Linked DNA regions of Mus musculus: all the other regions are linked to region 4. A link is a contact called in public Hi-C, HiChIP or PLAC-seq and promoter capture Hi-C data. All regions are on one chromosome and are shown on one strand. Each heading gives the region's core, a stretch centred on a gene start, on an enhancer-like site or on the middle of the called end of the contact. The rest is flanking DNA. Distances are from core to core; before and after follow the strand shown. Region 1 overlaps Ablim1 (actin-binding LIM protein 1). Region 2 overlaps B230217O12Rik (RIKEN cDNA B230217O12 gene). Region 3 overlaps Ablim1 (actin-binding LIM protein 1). Region 4 holds the start of Atrnl1 (attractin like 1). Region 5 holds the start of 4930449E18Rik (RIKEN cDNA 4930449E18 gene).

Evidence for each region. Promoter capture Hi-C pulls out the DNA fragments that hold promoters and counts their contacts. Hi-C and Micro-C count contacts between places; a contact is called where the count stands out from the background. HiChIP or PLAC-seq counts read pairs in DNA pulled down with a chosen protein or histone mark.
Region 1: a promoter capture Hi-C map of liver shows a contact between it and region 4, with 2.1 times the contacts expected there. The contact joins the enhancer-like site here to the promoter of Atrnl1 in region 4. A contact is called at or near these places in 3 of 39 promoter capture datasets (hippocampal neurons, liver and pre-B cells), 11 of 115 datasets of contacts at active chromatin or transcription factors (astrocytes, craniofacial prominence, embryonic basal ganglia and 8 more) and 1 of 9 other capture datasets (macrophages).
Region 2: a Hi-C map of CD8 T cells shows a contact between it and region 4, with 4 times the contacts expected there. The contact joins the enhancer-like site here to the promoter of Atrnl1 in region 4. A contact is called at or near these places in 3 of 39 promoter capture datasets (the C10 cell line, hippocampal neurons and pre-B cells), 2 of 484 Hi-C or Micro-C datasets (CD8 T cells and embryonic stem cells) and 6 of 115 datasets of contacts at active chromatin or transcription factors (craniofacial prominence, embryonic forebrain, embryonic hindbrain and 3 more).
Region 3: a contact with region 4 is called in an H3K27ac HiChIP or PLAC-seq map of embryonic stem cells, with 5 times the contacts expected there. The contact joins the enhancer-like site here to the promoter of Atrnl1 in region 4. A contact is called at or near these places in 13 of 39 promoter capture datasets (the 3T3-L1 cell line, 3T3-L1-derived adipocytes, the HPC-7 cell line and 9 more), 2 of 484 Hi-C or Micro-C datasets (brown adipocytes and nephron progenitors), 18 of 115 datasets of contacts at active chromatin or transcription factors (the NIH/3T3 cell line, acute myeloid leukemia, cardiomyocytes and 14 more) and 2 of 9 other capture datasets (adipose tissue and embryonic stem cells).
Region 5: a contact with region 4 is called in an H3K4me3 HiChIP or PLAC-seq map of bone marrow-derived macrophages, with 3 times the contacts expected there. The contact joins the promoter of 4930449E18Rik here to the promoter of Atrnl1 in region 4. A contact is called at or near these places in 3 of 115 datasets of contacts at active chromatin or transcription factors (bone marrow-derived macrophages, embryonic limb bud and pancreatic cancer cells).

The regions. Positions count from the first base shown.
Region 1 is chr19:57,113,385-57,117,616 of GRCm38.p6, forward strand. The region is part of intron 6 of Ablim1 (actin-binding LIM protein 1); the gene reads right to left. Among named protein-coding and RNA genes, the nearest start is that of Ablim1, 100 kb to the right of the region's middle. Within about 2 kb of position 1,752, at least 22 of the 459 cell types and tissues checked have an H3K27ac peak or open chromatin away from gene starts, as enhancers often do. A contact at or near this core is called in liver and memory CD8 T cells, where this site is marked.
Region 2 is chr19:57,325,335-57,329,619 of GRCm38.p6, forward strand. All of the region lies in intron 1 of B230217O12Rik (RIKEN cDNA B230217O12 gene), which reads right to left. Gm50270 (a long non-coding RNA gene) reads left to right here. Exons shown (of 3, transcript XR_003952853.1): 2 at 2,821-2,968. Among named protein-coding and RNA genes, the nearest start is that of Gm50270, 3.9 kb to the left of the region's middle. Within about 2 kb of position 2,512, at least 4 of the 459 cell types and tissues checked have an H3K27ac peak or open chromatin away from gene starts, as enhancers often do. A contact at or near this core is called in CD8 T cells, where this site is marked.
Region 3 is chr19:57,139,984-57,144,153 of GRCm38.p6, forward strand. All of the region lies in intron 4 of Ablim1 (actin-binding LIM protein 1), which reads right to left. Among named protein-coding and RNA genes, the nearest start is that of Ablim1, 74 kb to the right of the region's middle. Within about 2 kb of position 1,943, at least 12 of the 459 cell types and tissues checked have an H3K27ac peak or open chromatin away from gene starts, as enhancers often do. A contact at or near this core is called in embryonic stem cells, where this site is marked.
Region 4 is chr19:57,608,809-57,612,789 of GRCm38.p6, forward strand. Atrnl1 (attractin like 1) reads left to right here and starts at 2,226. Exons shown (of 29, transcript NM_181415.4): 1 at 2,226-2,835. The coding sequence starts at 2,546.
Region 5 is chr19:57,271,887-57,276,328 of GRCm38.p6, forward strand. It overlaps 4930449E18Rik (RIKEN cDNA 4930449E18 gene), which reads left to right and starts at 2,074. Exons shown (of 3, transcript NR_045319.1): 1 at 2,074-2,183. It also overlaps a transcript of Ablim1 not described here.

The DNA of each region.
Region 1 (4,232 bases), core at 502-3,001, 500 kb before region 4:
GTGCGGTGAAGGATAAAGGCACCAGTGTGTGTGTGTGTGTGTGTGTGTGTGTGTGTGTGTGTGTGTGTGTGTGTGTGTGTGTGTGTGTGTGTGTGTGTGTGTGTGTGTGTGTGTGTGTGTGTGTGTGTGTGTGTGTGTGTGTGTGTGTGTGTGTGTGTGTGTGTGTGTGTGTGTGTGTGTGTGTGTGTGTGTGTGTGTGTGTGTGTGCGCGTGCGTGCCTTCACTGCGGTCCCTCTCCTGGGGCTGCTCTGAGCCTTTCTGGCTTCAGGCAGAGACAGATTGGAAGCCCAAGAAATAAAAATCAATCTTCTAGCTTCAATAGTTTGAAACTAGTTTAATTCTTTTTTTTTTTTTTTTTTGGTTTTTCGAAACAAGGTTTCTCTGTGTAGCCCTGACTGTCCTGGAACTCACTCTGTAGACCAGGTTGGCCTTGAACTCAGAAATCCGCCTGCCTCTGCCTCCCAAGTGTTGGGATTAAAGGTGTGCACCACCACTGCCGAGCTTGAAGTTGCTTTTTAAAAATATTTTTAAAAAACTTCTCTGTGCCTCTCTGTCTGTCTCTCTCTCTCTCTGTCTCTGTGTGTGTGTGTGTCCCCGTGTCCATGAAGGCCTGGAGAGAGCACTGGTCCTTGGGAGCTGTAGTTACAGGCAGTTGTGACCACCTCATATGGGTGTTAGAAACTAAACCTGGGACCTCTGGAAAAGCAGCGAATGCTGTCAACCCCTGAGCCATCGCTCCAGTCCCTAAGTCAACTCTGAAGTGCGAGACCCAGAGTCCTTGCGGTTGAGTCCTTGCGGTTGAGTGATGTAACCACAATCTTCTACTAGTTTTGAGTTTTGCCTTCTGCGTGCAGTGCCGTCACCTATGCATAAAGATGACAAACAACTGCCTGTATCACTTCTGAGACTTAGAGATCATTTCTTTTGTCAAAACTTCTAATTTTTCCTCTTGCTTGTTTAGGCATCTGATGTGTGAATTTTTCTCTATGTTTACATCATGGTAATACCTGTCTTTCCTGGTCATGAAGACTCCTGAAGACTATTTATGTATCTACAGATGACTAATACTCCCTGAAATACACACAAAGACACACACACACACACAGAGACTGTAAGTCCCACCCATATCCCCAAACCAGGTGTTTGTTTCATCCTGGGAATCTCTGTGACAAAACTCAATGTCCCTGGTTGACACAGCTATAGTGAGTGACATAGGCCAGCTCTGTGGAGTCACACATTCTCAGGGCATGGGCTCAGTCTGCGAACTGAAGCAAGAGCCTAAAATGCTCTCCATTTTCTTTATCTCTCACTACAACCTTTATTCCTTGCATATCCCAGGAAAGTTCTGAGTTCAGGTCACCAGCACAGTCCACATCGCAGTAACTGCCTCAGATGGTGAGAATCCTGCAGCCAGGTCGTGACCCCGTCTCAGTCTTGAGACCCCACACCAAGCCATGTGAGAAGGAGCGAGGAGAGGGGTCTGCTCATGTGTAATGGCAAGATTTCTCAGGATGACAGCCTTCTCAGGGGATGCAAGGACTTTCCTTTGCCTCAGGTCCTTTGGGGTTCCCATGGTCTTACTGAAGCCAGAGGCAGTGTAGCCTGTGGGACTTTCAAAACCAGCAGAGATTGACTTTCTGGATCTCATGAATAAGAATTTATAAGCTTTCTTCCCTTCCAAATTCTGTAATGCACAGACCCACACTTCCTCTGCATTCTTCAAAGTGCCTGCCTGTCAACCTTTAAACGGAACACCTGCCCACAGCGGCACACAAGATATATCCTTTTGAAAAAAAAAATACACAGTGCAGACCTGTAGACACAGCTAGCAGATAAGAGTTCTGGAGCAATCGCTCAAGGCACGCTTTTGGCACTGAGAAGGTTAACATCCAAGAGCTGGGAAGGCCTGGGAAGACACACCCGCTGACCTTCCCCACCCCCCACCCTCATCTTAGGACTCTTCCTCTCACAGAGCAAATCACAGAAACTAGACTTTTCTTCTCTTGGCCAAAGCCCACCATAAAACCTTGAGATAATGCTCGGACCTACCCCACTTGTCTGTGTGGGAGCTGGCCAGAAAGACATTCTAGAGGTGATTCCTCTCTGGTCAGAGGAGTCCTGCCCTACCCCAGGGGGAATTGATGCTCCAAGCCAGTAGCTCCTGACCAGTCAGGTCCTCTGTCTCCTTTCGTTAGGTCACATGAGTTTGCCCTGTCACACAGCTGTCCATTCTCCACCCCAGCAAAGCATAAAAATGGAGTTTCCCTAAAGTCTTTGGGTATCCATTTTAAAACTGTCTGTGCCATATAAAACTTTACCTAAATACATTTGCTGTAGGTTTTGTTACGGGAGTGTTTTTGGCTGTGACTCTTATAATAAGTGACCAAGATTTCACTCCTGCCTTTTCCTGCCCCATCAGAGCCTTCTGAGCCTCTCTTCCTGCAGGCCAAGCTCCTGGATGACCTTTCCAAGGGTCATCAACTGCTGAGTGCAACGGAGAGCAAATGACCTCAAACACTGAAGCTCTCTGCACTGTGGACCTGAGATCTAGGGAGCAGCGAGAAGCTGGGCTTTAGTAAGGAGGAAATGTTGTTTCTAGGAGCACACGGGAAAAATGCCACACTTGTGCACATAACTCGCTGGTGCCTCCAGGTGGAGGTAAATACATTTATTTTTCAGTCAGAAACAGAACTCTGATAATAATGCCACGGCCCCATCCAGCCATATCACTAAAGATGGATTCCAGCAAACCAAGGCGGCCCAGTTCCCTCTCCCAGCTTCCTGATAGAGCAGTAAGGCTTTCTAGACTGGTCAGCTGCTCATGGAAATCACAGCCGCACCTTGCTCTTTGGAGAAACACTGTAAAACGTGGCCAACGCCACTTCTAAGAGACTCTGAGTATACAGCTAAGAAATTTACAGCTACTGCTGGGGTATGGGGCTGTCCAGAAATAGCTATAACGAGGCAGACGTAGTTTCATATGTATTTATCTTTTGGACGGAACAAACAGTACCATGCGCTGTTGGTAGAAGAGACAAATCAATGGACAAAAAACCTTCCAGCCACTGACTTCCGTGTTACCTGTGAGGTAGAAAAAAGACTGTGAACAGTAGTTCCCTGACAAAGCAGTAAGGGTCCATTCCCTCTCCAAACTCTAGAGTTTGAGACCCCCTGATATGGGAGTGGGGCATCTGGGGGAGGTTCGGGGTTTAAAAAACCTTCATTTTCCAGAAGTACAAAAACAACAAACCACCCACCCAAACTGGACAAACAAACGAAAGACCTGGGTTTGCGTGGACACACCCAATACCCACATATCAAAACACCTTTATCTGCAGAATAAAAAGGCTGTGGGTGATTCCACTCACTGTGAGAGTTTCTTTTTCATTTTAAATTGAAGTTCCCGGATGCACTCAAGATATAGATGCCTGACTATACAAACCACATCAGGGACAAATACCAGATGGCCTTTGAGGGCAAAGAGAAGGAGGCATATACCACCCCACCCCCATCCCAACAGATGTGCCCTCAGATAAAGGTCAGACAACAACCTAAATGATAAGGCTAAAATGCTAGTCTGATTCCTTTCCTGGGACTCTGCAGAACTCCTTCAGGTGCGGGCCACTCTCCCCCCTCCCCCTACACACACACTGGAGGCTCTGCCAAAGTCTGGAGGCATTTGAGGTTGTGGCTGGGGAGGGAGGTACCACTGTCACCGGGCAAGTGCAGGCGAAACCTGATGTTCAACATCCTTCAGGACAGTCCCCAGCCACAAAGCATGACTCCATCCAAAATGTCAGCAGTGCAAAGGCTGAAAACCCTGTTCTGAAGGGCTCAGCAGATTACAAAACCCCTGTGGCTCTGTCTGCCTGGTCTTCCAGATAAGCTGCAATCGCTGCAGAGGAAGCCCTTTGTGGCCCTGGTGCAGCATTCCCTGTGGCTGGTAGATGAACCGCTGATACAGGGTTAAACTCACTGACCCATGAAAACGCTTAAGCAACCCCACTTAAAACATCTCCTCACAACTTCCATTCACAGCTCCACAAGAGGTCTGGCACCACACCTGCTTAAAAGTAATTCGTGCCTAGAAGCCTGGCAAAATCAGCCACTGGAAGCACCTGAGACCCAGCCAGCCTTTTGATCCGTTACAGAATGGCAACAATTATATTTTAATTAGGTTTTTTTTTTTCATTTACCTGTCAGAACCTGTTTGGATAATCTAAATAACTTCA
Region 2 (4,285 bases), core at 1,262-3,761, 280 kb before region 4:
AGAATTTCACAGTCCCTTTGGGATGCACCATCATGTACCTAAAGCTGGGGACCGACCTTTAACCCACCTTTGAGGGATGCTTAAGATCTACGTCTGTTAGCTATCCTTCTTCACAACCTCCCTCCTTTACAAACACCCATGTGTGATGGTAGGACACACACAATACAACATGACTTCTTTTATTCCATACTGACCCTACAGAGCGCATTTTCATTTACCAGTTTATCCTGAAGATTTTTCTGAGTCTCAGAGGCTGCCTCGGTCGGTGGTGCAGTCAATAGTATTTATTTCAGGCTGCCTCAGTTTTCATTTGCTAGTCATTGAAGTTTTTCAAAGTCTACTGTTAATGGAATTCCTGCAATGATTACTCTTGAATGGACGGGTTTGTGGCTCACACCTGTAATCCCAACTAGCCCCGTAGAGAGATAGGAAGGGGAATGGCAGGAGGGAGGGAGAAAGGGAAAGAGGGAGGGAGGGAAGGATGGAGGGAGGGAGGGAAGGAGAGAGAGAGAGAGAGAGAGAGAGAGAGAGAGAGAGAGAGAGAGAGAGAGAGAGAGAATTTCTTTTCACAGTGGCTCATGTGCGCCCTCTAGTGAAGGTGGGTGTCTTATCCTTTCACAGTCACAGACGACAGAATTGCTTGAGCAATTCCTGGAAACCTACCCTAAGTGACAGACGGCACTCTGCACCACCCCCTCTTTAGGAAAGGGTACAAGTTGAAAAACAAACTCAGGCTGGCCCCTTGATAACACACCTCGGGATCCCTGGGGGAAATGAACAGCCAAGAAAGTCAAAGTTCCCTGAGAAAACCAGAGTGGGTCAGGGATTCTAGTCTCTCCCTTTTGTGAGCTGCGTAATGAAATGATGCCCGGGGCAGCCCCTTACCCATACAAGATAACACTGGAGGAGACAGGATGCAAGGTTAAAAGACTGTAGAGCAGGCAGTTCCAGAAAGTTCTGTCCTAATCCCGTAAGGAAGATCAGAACAGAGAGGGTACAGACTGAAGGAAGATTTAGCTGGAAGCACATAACTGTCTGGAGGTCCTTCTCGCTCTCCCTCTCTCTCTCTTCTCTCTCTCCCTCTCTCTGTCTCTTTCTCTCTCCCTCTCTCTGTCTCTTTCTCCCTCTCTCTGTCTCTCTCTCCCCCTCTCTCTTTCTCTCACTATCTCTCTGTCTCTGTCTGTCTGTCTGTCTCTCTCTCTCACACACACACACACACACACACACACACATGCGTGCACACGTGCGAAGTCAAAAACAGTTGGGAGGTAGAGTTGGGGCAGGGTTTGTTGATTTGATGAGAGTTAAGAAGGTCCGCTGACTCTCTGGGTTCTGGCTTCAACCAGAAGAGTGTATGGTTCTCGCGTCCAGTGGGATGGAAAAGAGGAAAGAGAAAACATTGTGCAGTCAAGTCTGAGACTCTGCTCTGGCCATGCGTTTGTGTTGTCTGTCTGTCCGTCCGTGAGACACAAATTCATATTCATGGTTTGATATTAAAGGTCTGCAGCTGAGTGATGAAGGAGTCTGAATAGAGGGAGGGGTCACAAGAGAGGGTAATGGGGGAGGGGTCACAAGAGAGGGTAATGGGGGAGGGGTCACAAGAGAGGGCAATGGGGAAGGGGTCACAAGAGAGGGTAATGGGGGAGGGGTCACAAGAGAGGGTAATGGGGGAGGGGTCACAAGAGAGGGTATGGAGAAAGAAACACCTATCTGAATGTGGTACTCCTGATAATGTTTTCATTTAAATACGTGGGAATTAGTAAGACTGTTCTTGAAGCTAGCTAATGTTTGAAAGGGAGGAGAGAGACCCAGAACTGAGTCCAGGAGAATGCTAATAAAAAACAAAGTCTGAGACAAGAGAAACTGGGATGGGAGAGAAGCTGTGAAGACAAGATGGCAGCCACCATCTCTCCAAGTGCAGGCAAACAGTTAACAAGTGGCTCTTAGGAAGAGAGACTCCTGTTTGAAGCATCAGCTGATTTCCGTGGCATAAACACCCTCCCCTCACCTGATTCCAGGCTACTGAGCCTATTGAACCTGGACTTGGAAAGAGGTGTGCACAATTAGCTGTCAGTCCTCATCGGTACAGGGTTCAGGACAATGCAGTTGCAGAGAGGAGCAGGAGATGCAGACAGGGAGATTGAATCTGGCATCCTGCACATTGCTGGAGACAGCAGCAAGGGTCAGTTCTGAATTATGGAACAGCCAAATTGTCCAATAAATACTTGAAGATGTTCAGCCAGGCGTGGCAGTGCACACCTTTAACCTCAGCACTCAGGAGGCAGAATAGGGCAGATCTCTGGGTTCAAGGCCAGCCTGGTTTACAGAATGAGTTTCAGGACAACACAGAGAAACCCTGTCTTGGAAAGGAGGAGAAAGAGAAGTGGAGGAGAAATGTTCATTTTTAACTGTCAAGAAAATGCAACTTAAAACTGTATTGAGATTTCATCTCACCTCAGTCAGCAGAAAAGCAAATGCCAACAAACTGTGGCAAGGATGTGGGGAGGGAGTGGGAGTGGCCTTTATTTATGCTGAAGGGAATATAGACTGACTGGTACAGCATGGTTTCTCAAAGGTGTGGGGGTTTCTCAGCAAACTAAAAGTAGCCTAGTTGGCAGAGCAGGGAGATACTTGTGTGTGGGTGTTGATTGCTGAATTATTCACAACAGCTAAGGAAGGAACCAGCCTAGATGCCTATCAACAGATGGTGGGCAAAAATAAATAAATAAATAAATAAATAAATAAATAAGTGGCATTTATACACAGTAGAGTGTTTATTCAGCTGTGATGACAGATGAAGTGTGTGATTTTTTTTTCCAGAAAAATGGATGGAACTGAAGACCATCATGTTAAGAGAAATAAGCCAGACTTGGAAAAGCAGACGTCTCAACTTTCCACATAAGAAGAATCGTGTGTGTGCTTGGAGGTGCTGACTATAGAAGAGAGGCCAAAGTGAATGGAGGAAAAGGTGGGAAGAGAGGATTATGGGGAAAGACAAAATGTTGCAATGTTTTCTTATTGTTGAGTCTACATCAGTATCTATAGCTATGACATAGAAGAGGAAGGGTAACTGTTCTGGGGGAGAGCTGGCCAGTGAGGGAAGGCAGGAAGGGACAGAAGAGAAGGGTAGGTAAACACAAACAAATTACAATTATGTGCGTGCGTGCGTGCGCACACGCTACGTAAAACAATAATATGAAAAGAATAGAACCTGGAGGAGGAAGAAGAGTCAAAACTGAGAAAACCACAAATACCTACAGCTCAGTGAGATTATGAGTCCCATTTCGATGAGCATCATGGGAGTGGAAGGTCAAGGTCTGGCATGGGACTTGCCTCTCTGTGAGGTTCCTGCACCATAGAGATATAAAGCTCAAAAGATATCGCAACGTAGAATCACAGGTGGGTTTTCCACTTGCAGTCTTCTGTCGACCCCTATTTTTAAGTTAAAAGCCTATTACTTTAAAATCACAAATAACTGAATTGCTTTGTGTACCTTCGGAATAACTGTAAAGTATGGCAAAGTATAACGGAACCATTATCTAGCAGAATGTGGCGGCTCACGCCGGTAATTCCAACGCTCAAGACACAAAGGAAGGGGAAATGACTCAACTTTGAGAGCTGGCTGTTCGACACAGCGAGTTTCAAATCAGTAGGGCTAAGTAGAGAGACCCTGCCTCATAGAATACCGAAACAAAGAAAACCTTATTTTCGGGAATCAACACAGGTTTCACGCTGCCAAATAGCGCCACCTAGTGTAACATCTGCACCTCAAATAAATATTTTGACTTGTGTTGCATTTTACAGCTTATGAATCAGCACACATTAAAATAACTGTGAACCTAAACACCTAAAGGTGCTACCTTGTAAACTCATATTCATAGATTCTAATTCTTCATTGGTTCACAGCACTGGATATGGGCTGGGACTGAGCCCGGTGTTTGGAACAGTAAGGCACACTCTGTTAGGACTACTCATGATAAGGAATCAGATGATGGTGACGTTAGTTTTTGATAAAAATCTGAAAGCTATCCTACTGAGACTCAAAGTTAACTATACTTTAAAAAGTAAGTAAGAAAAATTATATTTATTCTTCTTTGGAATCCAGTGATGGGTGGATGAGTTGCTTAGATTTCATCTGTTAGGGGTGTTTCGGTCTTTAGCTTTGTACAAAGATAGGGTTCTGTGATAATAATAAGCATGATAATTTTAATGCTGGGTGTACCCGTGCATCACACTGATCCCAGCACTTGGGAGACAGAGGCAGGACTTTTCCGTGGGTTCAAAT
Region 3 (4,170 bases), core at 693-3,192, 470 kb before region 4:
AGAGCTCAGACTTGCCAGCCTTCTCTCTCTCTCTCTCTCTCTCTCTGTGTGTGTGTGTGTGTGTGTGTGTGAGTGTGTGTGTGTGTGTGTGAGTGTGTGTCGGGGGAGGGGGGAGACGGAGACAGACAGACAGACAGGATATTATGTTAGGGTCAGGTGCTTTTGGATTACGATCTTTAACACTTAGCCAGAGAACAGCCACTGGGGGTGCTAAGTGACTGCCCGCTGTGTATGGGATAGCCAGCTCCCATTAGTTATGGTGCCTCCTAAGCCCTAGTGTCAAGTCACCTGCTCTCATCATTGTAACCACTAAGCACTAAGGCTTCTAAACGGGCCTTCAGAGGTTCTGAGCAGGTAGGTTTTTGGTTAACTTGACATCAGCTAGGGAGCGTCTGCTGAGAAAATGCCTCCCTCGGGTGGGCTTGTGGGCAAGCCTGTGGGACATTTCTCTGGTTAGTGATGGATGTGGAAGGGCCTGGCCTACTGTGGGCAGTGCCATCCTTGCATGGGTGGGCCTAGGGTGTATAAGAGAACAGACTGGGCAAGCCATGGAGAGCCAGCCACTAGGCAGTACCCGGCCATGGTCTCTGCTTCAGTTCCAGCCTCCAGGCTCCTGTTCTCGCTTCCCTGAACATGGCGTCTAGTCTGGAAGGTGCAGCAAACCTTCTCGCCTCAGATGGCTTTTATCTGAGTGTTTATCACAGCAGTACAACAAACTAACATAGGTCCTTACTTGGAGACCCACAGATTAAAATGATCCAGATTTTCCTTGTGTGTGTGTGTGTGTGTGTGTGTGTGTGTCTGTCTGTCTGTCTGTGTGTCTGTGTGTGTGTCTGTCTGTGTGTCTGTGTCTGTGTGTGTGTGTGTGTGTGTGTCTCTGTGAGTGTGAAAGCTGGTCCAGAGTTTCAACATCCTTAAGGTATTTGAAAATACTTCCTTGACCAAAAAAGTCTCTACCATCATTTGTCAAGTGGGCATTGCTGGATTATTCTTGGAAGCTGACCTTCATTTTCATCCAGGCTACAGGATACTGCCAGGTCCTAAATTAGACACCTGTGAGCTAACAATTAAGGGCTGGTCCCAGTCCATGTTGCTTATTTAAACCGGTGAGTCCACAGTTTCCTTTTAGAATGTCTTAGCAAATGCCATGGGTACAGGGTCAACATAAGCAAAGGAAGAGTCAGGCATGGTGGTGCTGCCTGTAATCCACAGCTGGAGAGGTACAAGCTGGAAGATTTACCTGGGAATCCCAGAGTTCCAGGACAGCCTGGGCCACAGAGCAAGGCCCAGTCTCAGACACATACAAAATGGAACAAATAAAGACAGGGCACTACACGAAACGCAAAGCTACACATTTGTTAGGCTAAGCACTGTACAGGGTTATTTCTACAGCCTCTTTCTCTCTCTCTCCCTTTCCCTCTCCCTCTCCCTCTCCACCCACCTCTGTGTGTGTGTGTGTGTGTGTGTGTGTGTGTGTGTGTGTGTGTGTGTATGCAGGTGCCCACAGAGGTCAGAGGGTGTCAGATCCCCTGGAGCTGGAATTATAAATGGTTGTGTGCTGCCCAGTACGGGTGCTGGAAGCTGAACTTGGGTCTTCTTGCTTAAGTAGTTTTAAACTTATAGACATCGCTGCCATAAGACAGAAAAGCACCATGATATCAGAAGATTCATAACTGGATAAGGGAAACATATTGTCCATGTAGGTTCTGTGTACCCCCTCTCTATAAAAAAAAGGGGTCTCAGTGCTATTAATCATTTAATCCCAGAAGCTAAAAATGACCCAGGATGATTTTGAAAAGCTTATATGCTGCCCAAGTATGTAACCTTGAACAAGATCTTCCGTAATTGGCCCCTGCTGAGGTCAGCTGTTCCCTCTGCTCTCTCTTGATCGCCATGTTGTAAACAGCACAAGCCCGAGCAGCCTCTGACTGGCTATTTTAAGTGGAGCTTCTTGTTGTCTTTGGAAAACAATACAGCGCAGCAAACCCACTTCTGTGACCCATGACAGCAGCACTCTGTCAGCTTTCTCAGGGCAGCCGAGGGCAGCCCTGGCAGCCGCCACCAGCTAAGTCCTCAAAGATGGAACTGGCAGAGGCATGCCAGCCCATCTTTCTTCCCATGACAGATGCTTACAGAGTTGTACTTTCTTTGGTTGGAGTTCTCATAAATGGGTACCAAGTGTGCCTGTCAAGCTTCCAAGTCAAATCCCTTAAGCCAGGGTTCACAGCCTGCCACAAGGAACACGCCGCCGATTCTCAAGGTGACTCTCCCCTTTAACTGCTCTTGGGTGTGGTTCTTAGTAGTCACAAGACCCAGAGTCCTTCCCTCTCCATTCGTTTAGGAATCCATTGGGGGATGCCTTAGTAGCTAAGGACCCAAGTACTAGGGAGGCACACAGAAGTAGATGCCCCAAGTTCAGTGGTCAGAAAAGTCCCCTTGTTACATCCTACCCAGTAAGAGATTCTACCTCAAAAGCCAAGGTGCATTATCCTGAGGGGTAACACCAAAGGCTGATTTATGGCTCTACATGTATGCACACACACACACACACACACACACACGACCGTTCTCACACCCATGAACAGGCACCCTCCAACATGCATGCACATGTCTTCATACACGTGTACATGCACCCCCACACATGCTTGTCCTCACACACATGAACATGCACCCCCCCCCCCCCGTACATGTCCTCACAGACATGAATATGTACTCCCCTCACACACATACACAGATTTTCTCAAGCAGGAATCCTATGGCTAATACTGTACAGCATGATGCTTATAACTAAAGAAATCTAAGCAAGAGCTACAAAAATTATTTTGTTCAAGCTACCAACAAGGGTTTCTGCTCTGGGTGGAAAAAAAAAACAGAAGGACCAAAAACTCAGAGAGGGAGTAATCGAGAGATGGACAAAGGCCACTCCAAGGGAACTCCACTACTTGCTATCACCTGAGAATATTCAACGATGCCTGGGTCATGCAGGACTTATTAAGAATACCAGGGGAAGGGGCTGGTGAGATGGCTCAGCAGGTAAGAGCACCTGACTGCTCTTCCGAAGGTCCTGAGTTCAAATCCCAGCAACCACGTGGTGGCTCACAACCATCCCTAACGAGATCTGACTCCCTCTTCTGGTGTGTCTGAAGACAGCTACAGTGTACTTACATATAATAATAAATAAATCTTTAAAAAAAAAAAGAATACCAGGGGAAGGTAATTTCCTGGAGAAACTTTAAAGTTGGCAGCCAGGTCTTTGTAGACTTGGAATAGTCCATATACCAAGATGTAAAAGAAAAAATTTCAAATATTTGTACGTACACGTTTAGAATAACTAAAACCAGAAATGACAAACAGTCAATTAACAGACAAATGGACGTTCAGAACATGATTGAGCTCCATCATGGAATACTATCTAACCGTGAAAAGAAATGAAATACAGATAAATGCTACAGCCTGGATGAATCTGGCAAGCACGGCATCAAATGAAGAAGCCAGAAACCAAAGACCGAGATCGGAGTTAGAGGAGTCATCCAGGCCACGCAGATCCACGAAGAGAGCAGCAGATCAGGGGCTGACAGGCTAGAGAGCGAGCAAGATGAGAAACAGCTACTTATGGAAACAAAGTTTTCTTTTAGGGAGTTGAGAATATTCCGAGAGGCAGTCGTGCAGCTTACAGATGTATCAAAGCCACCAAAATGTTTACTTCAGAATGGTAAGTTTTATTCTGCATGAACTTCCTCCAGTGGAATCATCATCAGACTCAGAAGGTCTACCTGATTCCATTGCAGACTTCAACCTGGTAAAAGGCCATAACCGGCTGTGGCCGGGCAGATACCTGGGCTTTTGCCAAGAAGGAAATCACACTTGATTTCCACACCAGCTTCTCAGAGGCAGGCTTCCTTGGCAAGAACCAGCTCTCTCCCTCTCCTCCAAAGAGAATGTGAAGGGTAACTGACAGTCCTCTTACCATTCATGGCTGGAGTCAGAACAAGGGCAAGACAGGGTTTGTGTGTGTGTGTGTGTGTGTGTGTGTGTGTGTGTGTGTGTGTGTGTAGCCATGGCTGTCCTGGAACTACGTAGGCCAGGCTGGCCTCGAACTCAGAGACCTGCCTGCCTTTACCTCCCAAGTGTTGTTATTAAAGACCACCATGTCAGAGCTCTGAAAGCACT
Region 4 (3,981 bases), core at 976-3,475:
TATGTGAATCCTTTCATATGAATTTAATGTATTCAAGTGTATTCGAAGGGTACTATTGAGAGGAGGCCTTTGGGGCTGCACGTTCAGTGTACGGTGAATGATTACAGTGGTCAGATGGCAACAGATGTGTGTTTTTAATGGGCAAACCCTTCACTCAAATACACGCCCCAGTCGGCGTGTGGCTGAGCTGTGAACTCTCTTGTTAGAGAGACAGACTCCCGTGTACCCTTTGAATTACCTTTATTCACGAGAGGGATTAAGAATTGACCACTTTCCACACGTCTGAAAGTGACACTACCTTAGACGTGAGAAAGATGTAGCTGACTTTAAACTTCAGCTGGTAGGAAGAGAAGAAGAAAGGAAAAGCCAAGGAGATTGTCCACCAACAGAGGATCCTAAAGGGTTTGGATTTCCTTTTCCTTTTTCTTTTTGTCACTGCAGTGAAAAGGAGTGGCCTCTAACAAGATCCTCTTAACTCTGCCCCCCTCTTTCTGAAGAACACCAGAATGTGGAAAAGGTGGGAAAGTATGGGGCAGGCCAAATTTCAGGCTCTACAGGACATGGCTCACACTATTGTGTCCCGGAAATGGATTTTTTTTTTTTTTTTTTTGTACAAGTGAGAATCAGCTGCCTTTCTTCTTTTGGGAAGGAGCCTTTTTTTTTTTTTTTTTTTTCCAGGACTTTTGTTTTCCTCTTAAGTCATTGCTGAGGTATTTGCAAACCAAGCCAGCCAGCACTTATGTTTTATTCACCAAAGGAGAACAAAGCAGCTGCAAACAGAAGTGGGCTGATAAACATTGAAAACGCACACAAGTTAGAGGACTTGATCCGTTTCTGCTACCAACACGCACCTCAGCCTTTCTCATGCTATTCCCTCATCTGCGAAATGGGGTTAATAGAGGATTTTCTCTGTGAATTGGGATGATGGAGATTAAAAGAGATGACGTGGGTACATTATTCCCAAAATAAACTCGGAGTGAATCTTAACAATAATATTATGACTGTGGTTACAACCAAAACTTTTCTGCTCCAGCTGTCAGAAATGTCTGGTGAGTTTCACAATCTTGTTCGTACCGCCTGCTCCTTGGTGGAGCTCCAACAACTCTCGAGGGTGCTTGCCTGCAATTTGTGCACAGCTTCCTCTCAAGGGTTCAGCTAACAGGCCCGTATAGAGAAAAGTAGAAGACATATCTCAGCTTATGCAATTAAATCTTGGAAAGTCATCTCAAGGAAGAAATAGATGCCGCTGAAAACGGGAAAGGGCCCTTTCTGGAAATCACTTCTGCTTTTCTGAAGGAAAAAAAAAAGCCCCGATGTCGCAACATTTTTCAAGAGAGAATAGTGTCCCAGACGAAGGAGGAAACATAGACAAGAGAAAAGAAGATTTGGTGAGGTTCCGAGGCAGCGTCGGGAGGGGTGGCTCTCGGAGCAGTTCTTTGTTGGGCATGAGGAGCCCCGATTGGGCGATAAAGAGCCGCCGCGGCTGAGGTCGCCCCACGGGAGCAGCTTCGCGCCCCATGCAGCCCCTCACCCCACTCCGCCCTGTCCCTGCACCCCATAACGTGGTCAGACCGCGGTGCCTTTAAGACTTTGCTGGCTGCACATGCTCAGCTCTTTGTGTGTAGTTGGGAGTTTTTAAGAAAAAAAAAAAAAAGAAGAAGAAGAAGAAACGTGCAGGAGACTCGGGGAGCGCTGGGGCGGGCGCCTCACTTTTGCAGCCCGCGGAGTACAAGGTTGCCTTCCTGCCGAGGCCCCGAGGTCGGAGTGGGTTTCTCCTCCGTGGGCTCCGCGGCGCGGGCCACACCTGGGGACGCACTCCCAGCGGTGCCCGCCGGCCGGGTGGGCGCGCGGGGGAGTCCCAGGTCCCCGTCAGGGGCCGGGCGAGACCACCGCGCCCGGACCGAGGGGGGGGGAGTGGCCACGAGAGTGCGTACGCACAAGGCTGCGGGGACGTCTCTCCGCAGTTTGGGCTGCGACCGCGGCCACAGCAACTGTGTCTGGAGGACGGAGGGAAGCAGGCTGCTGCGGTATCTCAGGCTAGCAGGAGTACCGCCGGGTACCGACAGCCGCCCTCCCCTCCCCGCGTGCTCCTGTTGGACGCGCCCATCTCGGGGGCTCCCGCGCGGCCCCGCCCTCCCGGGCGAGCCTCGGCATTCGGCGCGGGGCGCGGGCGAGGCGGGGCCGTGCGGGTCCCCTCCCCCTTCCCGCCCGGTCCCCTCCCCCTCGGGTCCCCTCCGGAGCGCGGGGCGCCGCCGGCTCTTCGCTCCGCTCCCGGAGCTACCGTGGCTGCAGGGTTCGGCTCGCCGAGGACAAGGTCAGGGGAGCGGGCGGCGATGCCCGAGTGTGACTGGAGGCAGCCGACCGGAGGCCGCCGCGCCTGGGATCCGCCGCTCCGGACCGGTCAGCGGGACGGGGGTCGGCGCCGTTGAGGAGCCGAGGAACAGCAGCGGCGGCGGCGAGGTCCTCTGCGGCCGGGATCCCCGCTCAGCGGCATCCCCGTGCGCTCCCGCGAGCGCAGCCCCGCCGAGCCGGGACGCCGAGGAAGATGGAGCCGGGGGTCCGGGCCCGCTCGGGTGCCCCGCAGCCGGCCTCCCCGGTGCTGTGGAGGGCTCGGCCGGCGGGCGGTGGGGGCGCCTCCTCCTGGCTGCTGCTGGACGGGAACAGCTGGCTGCTGTGCTATGGCTTCCTCTACCTGGCGCTCTATGCTCAGGTGTCCCAGTCCAAGCCCTGCGAGAGGACTGGCTCCTGCTTCTCCGGTCGCTGTGTCAACTCCACCTGCCTGTGCGACCCGGGCTGGGTTGGGGACCAGTGCCAGCACTGCCAGGGCAGGTTCAAGTAAGTGCTACCGTGGGACCCCAAGCCTCAGCCCTGCCCCGCCAGCGTAGCTCCCCGCCCCGCTCTGGCCTCGGGGTCCCCGGGAGGGGGCCCTACGCTGCGCCCCTCCAGCCTCCGGGTGCCCCGGGGAGCTCCAGCAGGCGCCCAGCCCGGGCTGACTCGGTGCTTTCCGCATGTCCTCAGCGGCTTGTCATCCTCTGCGCAGAAAGAATGTTCTCACTCCAATTCGTGCCAAACTCCGCCAATTAGGACAGTATCTGTTTCCATCAGAAACGGAGGAAATAACTCATGAAAAATCCATGAACATTGTGAGAAGTCAGAGGCGTCAGGGTTTAAAGTTGTGGCCCAGCTCCTTCCCTGTGCTGTTCCTCTAGTCAGAGAGCACGCCTCGGTTTAGTAATCGTCGAGTGTGGTAAATAGGGTTTACAATGGGCAAACTACGATCTGTACCTTGTTATAAGTTTCTAGGTTGGTCCTCTCACCCATTTCCCCATAAGTCTATAACTTACTGGAATTTTACGCCTTCTATCCAGAACCTACAGAGAGAAATCCAGGCAGCAATTTAAGTTAACTCGATCAAGGTTATGCAGAAAATGCTGAGTCGTGATTCCAGTCCAGCCAGCTTCACTCCAGAATATGCATTTAGAGGTGTTGGGTTTATCAGGACAGTCATGGCTTTGTGTGACTTTTGACAGGTGTATGGGGGACAGCAGTTTGGTTTTGCTGAAAAGCAAGGTGCTAAGGAGCCTGCATCTCTGGGGAAGAGACACTTCTCCCTATTGGCTGATGCTTATTAGATTTCTGCCTCTATAAAAAGAAGTGGGGTGGCCGTTGGGAAGGCGGAGAAGTGGGTTTCTCTGAGAAACTGCAGGAAAGCGGTCACCGAGAAAGCTTGTCCTAGATATTTAACATGAAGTTTACGGCTGATTGTGGTTGTGAAATAATACTATGTAGATGGCTAGTATTTGTTGTGGAGATGAAAGCAGAATCTAGGTAAAGTATCTCTGGCTTTGAGCCAAAGGTAAGAATATGGCTGACATTATTAATCTATTTCAGGGTGGTTTCCTTGGCGTTTTAATCACAGCATAGTTTTCTTTACTTTCTTTCCCACATTTTTACTGTTGCTCGCTAGAGCAATACCCCATA
Region 5 (4,442 bases), core at 824-3,323, 340 kb before region 4:
TTTGTTCCACAAAGGTCCCGAGTTTACCTGAAAACTCAGGATCATAGCAAATGTCACTGCGGCTCGACGAAGCCTGCTCTGGGAATGCGTTAGAGGTTGCGCTCAGGCACGATAAGGAGGCTGCCGCGCTGTTTATTAATAGGACCGGTAACGTCTCAGAGGCTGGTGGGATTAGATTAACTGTCTTCCCAAGCAAGTTCCTGGCTGGATCCCACTCGGAACAATTCTGTAATGAACAGCTCCTGATAGGCAAGTACCACCTCTTGAGAGGGGGCATCACAAGGAGACCTTGAACTTGGACAGAAACTCTGACAGGTCCCAGGAGGCCTGCTTATGTTCTGAGCCTGGGCAGAAGCACGGCACAGACCACTCGGACCGTGTGTTCTGGCTTTAACCACCCATCAGACCAAAAAGACTCTGAGACTGCCTTACCCTGCACAGATCATTCTTAAGCCTTCTAATCAGATCCTACTGTCTGGTCATATTTTGTCCTGATAAATTCCAGACATATGAACCATTAACCTTCATTAAGAAATACAATGTCAGCCAGGTCTGGTGGCACAGGTCCACAATTCCAGTTGTTTCAGAGCTGAGGTAGAAGAATTGTTAAGTTCAGAGCAAGCCTGGGCAACTTGGTGAGACACTGTCTCAAAATATAAAGTAAAGAATATAAAGCAGAGAAGGGGCTCAGGGAATCACTCAGCGGCAGGGCGTTTGTCTGGCATGCGCAGTAGTCGTACTCCACGTCGTATGGCGCACACATGTGTGCACTCAGATTTTTATGGTACTTCTATGTCCCTAACGCATTAGTTTACAGGAATGCTGTGGTGTCTAAGCAGATAATGTTTTGTCTTTACCCAGGGGCATGAAAAGCCAGGAACGAGATGCCTGCTGCCACAGGCTGGTCTGGGGAGGACAACTCCGCACCCTGTCACACTTGTCTGCTTTTTCCCTTTGGCAAAATTCCACTCGAGCTCTCAGACCCAGCTAGGGCTGCACTAATGCCCGCCCTGTTCCTCCAACCATAGCTTGATGCACATATCTCCTCACTGTAGCACTGAACACATGGTACTGAAATGACTGTTTTCCAGTCTGCCTCACTGATAGGCCAGGAACTGGTCCCTGAGCTAGTGAGCCTCGGGTGCCCAGCCCTGGGCATGCGCAGAGCAGCACAGCAGCCTCGTGACGACTTACTTGTTTCTTCCTGGCCAAGAGTCTCATGAGGAAGAGAAATTGACAGTAGAAAATGCTGAAATGTGCCAGAGACACAGAGGCTCAAAATTGCTGCATCAAAATGAGCAAGGGGCAGAATATAGCTCTGGGTACGAGGATGGATGGGCAAATCCCTATTTTAAAAAAAAAAAACTCGCAGGCTATTTGTAACCCTGGAAATCTGTAACTTTGCAGAAATCTGGGGTCTAGGGAAAGGGAATATAGGGCAGGTACCTTTAACACGCTGGCTGGGAGGAGCAAGCATGGGAGGAGTTACGCTGGGAGGGGCAAGCGTAGGCAGAGTTACACAGGGGCCACGCCCAGCCAGTATGAAAGGAAAGATCCCAATCTGGGGTGAGCAGACATTTATTCACATTCCCTGGGATGGTGTCACACAACATGCCATGTTCTGACTCTTCAGTAACTGGGAAAATGCCAAATACACTGAGAGTAAGATATTGCCCCACCCTCAAGCCCGATGAGGCTGCTGTTGGGGATTTTGTGGAGTACTGAGGACGTGTTTACACTGCGGGTAAGATTAACCCATGCAAGTACTTCTGAGGGCAAACTGTGAATAGTTACTGAAAGGGAAGACCTTCAACCCAAAGCCCCAGTAGTTCCTGTTGGTCCATTCACTTTGCATGTTGGTCCAGGGTTGCCCTTTCAGGACTGGGTAGTGGGGGACAAGACACAGGTAAGACTGTTCAGTGAATCACAGAGATTTAAAAAAAATGGAGTGATAGTGCCTCTAAATATCCATCAACACCAGGAACAGTCGAAACTAACACAAGTCAGCAGGAAAAAAGAGAACCTGGGCTCAGCAGCATTCTTAGAATCCCAGCAACTCGGGAGGCTGAAGCCAGAGGATCTCTGGCACCTGGGAGTTTGGAGCCAGCCTAGAAGGCAGAAATGAGAAGGCCCACTTCTTAAGAAAGGAGGGAGGAGTAGAGAGGAATGGACTATAGAAACAGGTAGGAACAGGGTTCTATCTCCAAGTCAGGGGAGGAAGCAGAGGAGGGGGAAGAGGAAAGCTATGTGCTCTCATAGGAGAAAAACCACTCTGACCATCGACTTACAGGGTTTGCTGATCAGCACACAAATGGAGACGTTCTGAAAACAAGGCAGCAGTAATACCAAAGGCCAAGACAGTAATTACTTCTGGAGACAAGAGACTGTGGGTTTGTGGGAGGGTCCTGTTAAGTCATTCAACCATATTCACTTTTAAAGTGACAAGCAAGTGTGGCAAAGGTGTAGAATCCTATGCAGCGAGGTGCCCACCCCACCTTTCCTACTGTCTTCTGGGTATTCCGAGCACTTTAAGGTGTTCGTGAGGTTGCTCTTCCCCAGCTGGGTCGAGGAGGAGTCAGTGTCTACGCAGTCATTCAGCTTGCCTCCTCTGCTGCGCACACAGGCACCCTTCCAGCTTCTAAACGGAACGGTAACATGGTTCCTGCTCAGCACCTCTCAGGTTGGGCTGCCGTTCCTCTGTACTCTGCTTACAGTATCTTGTCTGCGAGGAAACTGAGGCTTAGAGAAAATCTGCACTGAGTTATCTCAATGAGCGAATTGCTGCGTTTTATAAAAATGAAAGAGCCAGGAATATATTTGGTAGAGGGCGGTATGGGGAGAGAAGGGGGAGGAGGATGGGGAGAGAAAGGACAGAGAGGGTAAAAGTAGGAGAGAGTAAGAGATTAAGAGAGTGAGGAAGGGGGCAAGCAGCCCCTTTTATAGTGAGTCAGGCAGTACCTGGCTGTTGCCAGGTAACGGTGGGGCGGAGCCTAGAAGGAATGCTAACAGAAATGGCAGGGCAAACGCGTGACTCCAGGCTGATTCCAAAAGTACCTGCTTTCTGTCCTTAAGCCCCAAGTACACCAGATTTCCAGCTGGCCCAGACTGCCACCTTAGCTCCAGAGCTGACACCATCAAACTCTGGGACATCCGAGGAAACACAGACCCTTAGAAAATACTAAAGGCTTCTGTTCCACATGACTGGAGCTAAATAAAAATACGCCCTGAGAATCAAATGTTGACAGCTGATTCCTAAATTGAAAGTAACCACTGAGTGAGTGAGTGTTTAAGACCTGGACTGTGAATCCTGTTAACTGCCTTCAGGACACGGGGTGTAGGAAACCGCGGAACTCAGCTAAGGAATGGCGGTAACCCCAGGGTGTTTCTTAAACCCGAGTCCAAGAAAATGAGGCTGTGACTCTGTTATGGGGACCAGGGAGGAGGCAGCATTTTGACATAACCTTCTTCTGACTACTTTGCCCTCTGGTCAGCTGTTCACCCCATTAGGTTAATTATTAGTGAAGCTACGAGCCAGCTGAAGAGTCACAGTTTCCTGGCTCTTCCAGCTACTTCTCTGGAATATACGCGCTTTGAGAACAGAAGTAGCTTGTCACTAAACCCTCACCTCATCCGAGCGAAACAACCTATCTCGGTAGTTTTCCATCCTTTGTCAAAAAAAAAAAAATTGCTCTACTGTTTATATAGCAAGGGATGTTTCTTTTCTAAATTAACGTGTACTCAAGGAATGTGTTCCTTGAAGGGAGCTGGGGACTATAAACAGTTGCCTCCTATACTGAGCACCAGTTCCACCTCCAGATGAGCTGCTAAGCTGTGATCAGTCACTGCAGTGTCCCGAGGCCTAAGCACATCCCAGATGGGTTATGTAACTGAGCCATAAATTAAACAAACGCAGGCTAAACTTATATAAATGCACAGGGCATGTATGAGTCTCTGCAGTTACACACTAGCCTGATTCCTAAATAAACCTCACATGGTCACACTCAGTTCATCCTCCCCTCCCTCTCTCTGACTGAACGCAGTACCCAGCCCACCCTTCAATCCTGTTAGTATTTCAAGAATCTTTGGTAGAATTTACTGTGTGCATAAAGTTGTGAGACCTTAATTACTATATAATCCCCAAACATGGCTATTGCCCCTAAAAGACAGTTTATATTGATTAGCAATAAATATCTATATTTCACTCCATGGTCTCCCTCTTGTAGATTCTGGTATTTTTTCCTAGACATAGAATTGTAAAGCATGTGACATTAGTTTCCAGTTTCTTTCACCAAACAAACTCTACCCCTATTACAGTGTGCATTGAGACTCCGCTATTTTTAGTGATAAGTATTATATATATGTATATATATAATACATTATATTATCTATATATCTCAATATATTATTTATGTATCTACTCATCACATTCTAAGTTATTTCAA